2 separate regions of the Gossypium hirsutum genome follow, and region 2 is linked to region 1. A link is a contact called in public Hi-C data. All regions are on one chromosome and are shown on one strand. Each heading gives the region's core, a stretch centred on a gene start, on an enhancer-like site or on the middle of the called end of the contact. The rest is flanking DNA. Distances are from core to core; before and after follow the strand shown. Region 1 holds the start of LOC107945525 (PLAT domain-containing protein 3). Region 2 has its middle 45 kb from the start of LOC107936262.

Region 1 (2,859 bases), core at 139-2,638:
GCGGCGGCTGGAGGCTTGGTAGCTAGGGTTGCTGCTGTTCTCTTTGTAATGGGCTAGGGTTAGAATTGGACTTGGGTAGTTTGTGTTTGTATTTGGTTTTGAAATTTGAGTTGGTTTGGGTTTGTATTTGGTTTTGAAATGGGTCTTATGTTGTTGCGCCATACATATGTTGTAAATGGACTTAAAGAACAATTGGGCTTTCATTATTCATTTGAGTTTAATTTTGTTTTTTTGACCTAGGCCGAAATTGGCTATTACACTAATTATTTTAAAAAATATTAATAAATCATTTATTATTATTGAAATAAACATAACATATTATGTCTTATTATTGAAATAAATTATTAGCAATTTGCGTTTTTATTAAAACATTACGAATGATTTTATAAATTTTTAAAAAATAAATATAATACATTATAATTAAGAATCATAGAAAAATTAGTTAATACTTATATTTTTTTTATGTAATAAAGTTTATAGTTAATATTTGTAGTGAAAACATAATATATTTAATCCATAATTGTCACATTACACGACAAACGTCATCGAACAAAAAGAGACGAACACTAATGACCAAAGGGCCGGTGCAAACCATGAGTCCATAATCATCCCCACCTACCCCTCTTATTAATCATCCTCATTATCACCATGATAATTATTATTATTCTAACTAAAACGCATCAAATGCTAGAGCTAGACTTCCTATGACGACGATCATCGGGAACCTCCGAGGGACAATAGTTTCTAATGGCGGTGAGATCATAAGGTGGGGCATCGAGCGCCAACCACTGCTCCACCGTGAACTGCTGCTGGCTACAAGGTTTATGGACGCCAGTCATGGTAACTTCCACATAGTTACAGTACCATCCATGGTGCTCACCCGAACCATCGGAGGTCAAGTTCATGGCACAAAGAGGGGCATCCAAGCAACGTCCCCTACTTGAGAAAATGTCCAAATTACCCCTCTCGAAATAGTTGTATCCTGGCCCCATTAACCCACCCCACGCTTCGATGTTGCTGATCTCCACTGAGTAGGCATTGGCATCGTAGAGCCGTAGGCCGATGATGGAGTCGGTTCCGCCTTTGATGATGGATCCCGTCCTTATGTAGACCGAGTAAACGCAATCTTCACCGTCCTACAAGCAAGAAAAAAGAGAAAGATCGAGAGGTTAGAGTTGGAGATAGAGAGGAGATTATGGGGGATGTTGAGGGCTACTTACTGAAAAAACGACGGAGGAAAAAGAAAGGAGGAGAAAGGAGAGGACTAACTGAGTTGGGATCGCCATTGGGTTTAACGTTTTGAGGCTCTCGCATTAGAGAAATTTACATAGAGTGTCGTATAAATATGCAATTTCTTTGGGAAGGTACCTGAATTTTTTACAACCTTTCAATTTTCTTTGAGGATACACGTGGATTATAAATACCACGACTAATTAATTTTTAAAATTTAAAATTTATAAAATTTATTAAAAATAAAAAAATAAAAAAATATATTTTTTAATATTTTTAAATTAAAAAATTAATTAATTAATGATATGAAATGTAAATAGATTATATGGATGTCAATTTAATAAAGTTTATCGAATTTAATTTTCAAAAAATTAATCGAATTTAAATTTTTGTATTTGAAATAATTTGAGAATAAACTTAAAATCTAAAACAACTAAAAAGTTAAATAAAAGGCAATTTTTTTTTTATAAACTTAAAAGATGAAATACGTTATTAGACCTTTATTTAATGTACCGTCCTATATTATTTTTAGTTGCTGAAGGTACTGTGGTGAATTACATTAACAAAAACAAAAATAAAAGCACTAGAAGAATGAATACAAGTGCTGAAAATATTTATTCATTTATTTTACTTTTGATAATTTAGTAGAAAATATTTGGATCAAGTATGAAATTGATGTAAATTCAAATTTTGAATTAATTCTATTACAAATGTAATAATACTGAATTCACATATATTTAATTATTCTTTATAACTGAAAGTGGGTACGAAATTGTTTTAGGATTAAACCTACATTTTTATACTCTTCTCACTGAATCAAAAAATTATTATACATATTTAATTAATAAAAAATTATATTTAATTGGTGATTATAGGCATAACTGACTTATTTGATAATTACTTTGAAGTAAGAATTAGTGTTGGCTTATTTATGATTTTAATTATCGTGAAAGGACTATTAACAACATATAAATAAAACAATAATAATTGGTTAATGCATTGATTTTTGAAATTACTGTTATAATCGTAAATATATCGAATTATAATCAAATAAATAATTAAAAAATAGAAAATTAAAGAGATCTTGGAGGATAATGGCTATAATTTGTCTATGATCTATTCTATGTAATTCTTTGTCTAATTTACCAAAAAAATTGAACAAAATTAATTCATAACAAATATACTTAATGAGACTATGTGCATATTGAGATAAATGTTCAAAATCCACAATGCTAAAAAAATCTCATTTTAAAATTAAATGTATTATGTAACATATTTGTTTTCGAAAATGTTATCCTTCCAAAGTCAAATGTACAGATTATATATATAATAATGCGTTAAACAATTAAGCAATGATTTGACGTTTGCCAAAGAAAAAGGACTTTTGGTTCACACCTGGCTGAAATGAAATCATCTTCACGGAAAATTACAGTACTGTCCCTAAAGTTGTGTGACTTGTCGATCGCATGTAAGTTCAAACGCTATATACAGTTAGAAAACAGGATAGAGATAAGAGCGGAGGGACTGTAATGTAATTTTAGATTAAAAGTTATAGTTTTGGATCCATCTTCTTTATTATCTTTGCAACGACGAAGTTGTGGGAAATTGTACGGAGAGAAAAAGCATATT
Region 2 (2,700 bases), core at 19-2,518, 610 kb after region 1:
AATCATTGTTTCAAACAAGAATTTTAGGTTCAATTATACAATTGGTCTCCATATTTTTTCGTTTTGAGCAATTTAATTGTTTTTCTTTTATGTCATTTTAACTTTCCTTTTTTTCATTAATCTCTTCTGCTTCTCCCTCTATTTTCCTCGCTTCTCCATATCTTTTATGTTATTTTAACTTTCCTTTTTTTTTTCTTTTATTTTCCTTTCTCCCTTCTCCCTTCTCCATATCCTAATGGCGGTTTCAAGCGCCACCTCAAATGATTTTTATGCAACCAGACCCATAAATCCATCATATAGTTAAATGCTAGACATTAACAAATAACCTTTAGTTGACACTTTGACATAATTTGTAAATGCCTCATGTTTGAAATCCAAAATTATTTGAATTAATTATTAGATCATTCAAGCGAAACAACTTTGCATATGCCTCATGTTTGAAATCCTATTTCTTTGAATTAATTATGTGGAAAATAGAGATGAAGAAGGGAGGAAAACAAAGGAAGAAGCAAAAGAGAATGGAAAATAAAGAAAAAAAAGTAAACATACAAGAAAATTTTTTAAAGATTTTTTTATAACTTTTTAATATTTTTTATATATTTTTAAATAAATTTTAAGTTTTTCTAAATATTTATTTACTAAATTTTATATTTTTGCAAATTTTTTTCATTTCGAAATATTTTTAATGATTTTTTGACCGGTCAACCCCTAATGAATGCCCAATCTAATGCTAAAATTTCTGAAATTTTATTTGAATTAATATTATTTTCTAAGATTTGGCCTATTAATTTTATTTTTCATATAAAATTCTTACGCAGGTTGTTTCATTAGGATTAAAGGCAGATTTTACTGATTAACAAACGAGCAGCAATTTACAGAATGCAATGGAGAAAAAAATGGGTTAGCTTTTTTCATAAATTTTAGTGATATGAAATCAACATAAATATTGAGAGAACTTCACTACATGCATTTCTTGATTAAAGATAAACATATAGGTGCCTGATCTCTACTTTGCTCATATTTTCATAATTACCCATTGCAGTGTGTTAGTAGCCCAAAAGATAATTTTTTTTACATGCATTACCACCCTTAAAAGGTAATATTCAGTCAGTATATGTTCACAGCATTATATCTGCAATTTATTTCTTTGTACCAGAAAAAAAAAAAGCAAGAAGTATTGAAGTTGAAAGGGGGGGGGACTATTTATGTGTGTGTGTTCTTTCTGGCCCCCAATGATGTGGGTGATGAGTGCTAATTCCTTTAATTTCCACACAAGCTGTAGTGGGACTCAATGGTAGGAAGGACTGTGTCCTTTATGCAAGCCATGGAGGCCCCTTCCTCTATCTTTTCCTTTCAAATTGGTAGGGAACATTAATTATTCCACCTTTTTGTTTGCATGTGTGGCAGACCCCATCTTTGCATCAATACTATTTGGGCAAAACCTGTTAAATCTTTTTTCTTTTTTTTGTAACATAGATGCTGGCTATTGCCTGTTACCTGCAATGAAATCAATTCTTATTTTTACAATTGGATATTTAATATCATGATGATATTTATAGTTTATAACTGAGATTTGATATTCATATTTAAATTAGATCAAATTTAAATAAGTATAAAATGTACTAATAACATACATAAATCTTATTATAATTTAATCTAACCCGATATTAAAACTAATACTTAAAGAAAAATAAATATATTTATTTCGCTTAAATATCGTATTAGTTAGATAGTATAATTTCTTAATAGAAATAGAAATAGAATAAATTTCACACCCTTCAATCTCAATCAAAGGTAATTGACATGCAATTGTTTAATTACAACCAAGAAACCAAGATGGGACAATGTTTCGCATCATCTTGTTGCTTTGTCATCTCATTTTCACTTACATGCTGAATTATTGGACATTAATTTTTCCCCAATTGCTTGGTAATAACAAGCATATACTAAACAATTTAGCTTTTCAGCTTCCAGATCCAGTTAACTCATGAGTCATGAGAAAGTGGCTTCAATAAATAAATAAAAAGAATTAATTACTTAGCCTGACGATGAAATTACAAAATTAATCTAATACACAGGTCAAGTTGTTATCTTAACTTTTTTATACTTTCTAACACAAGTTCAATTAAGGTCAAATCAATCATTTATTTTTTTATCGTAATTAAGGTATCTATCATTCGACAGCAGTGGTTAATTTTTTTTATCTATGAATGTTTTTCAAAGAGGTAGAATTGGACCCTTGACCATATGGTTATCAACAACTCATTTTTATTATTTACTAATTATTTTTAAAATACTTATATATCTATAATTAACTTTGGGTTAAATCACTTTTTTGGGCTTGAACTTTATAAGTTTTCTCACATTAGGCTTGAACCTTTTTTTGTTCAAGTTAGATCCTGAATTTGACAAATGTTATTATATTGGCCTAAACTTTTTTTTATCCAAGTTAGTCCTTGAATTTGACAATTATTCCCACATTGGGGCTCGAACTTTCTTTTTTGTTCAAATTGATCCTTGACACCCTAGAGTTTAGGCCCAATGTGGAAACAATTATTAAGTTCAAGCCTTAATATGAGAATAATTGTCGAGTTTAGGAACTACCTCGAACAAAAAAATAGTTCAAGCCCCAATGTGATACAATTGCTTCAGTTCCCAATATGAGAACAATTATAAAGTTTATGACCTAACTTACATAAA

The links. Hi-C and Micro-C count contacts between places; a contact is called where the count stands out from the background.
Region 2: a Hi-C map of leaf shows a contact between it and region 1, with 2.1 times the contacts expected there. The contact joins the enhancer-like site here to the promoter of LOC107945525 in region 1. A contact is called at or near these places in 2 of 34 Hi-C or Micro-C datasets (both in leaf).

What each region holds. Positions count from the first base shown.
Region 1 is chrA12:71,806,006-71,808,864 of Gossypium_hirsutum_v2.1, forward strand. It overlaps LOC107945525 (PLAT domain-containing protein 3), which reads right to left and starts at 1,389. Exons shown (of 2, transcript XM_016879578.2): 1 at 1,270-1,389; 2 at 487-1,136. The coding sequence starts at 1,314. The coding sequence ends at 681.
Region 2 is chrA12:72,413,388-72,416,087 of Gossypium_hirsutum_v2.1, forward strand. No RefSeq gene overlaps it. Among protein-coding and RNA genes, the nearest start is that of LOC107936262, 45 kb to the left of the region's middle. Within about 2 kb of position 1,269, at least 2 of the 9 cell types and tissues checked have an H3K27ac peak or open chromatin away from gene starts, as enhancers often do. A contact at or near this core is called in leaf, where this site is marked.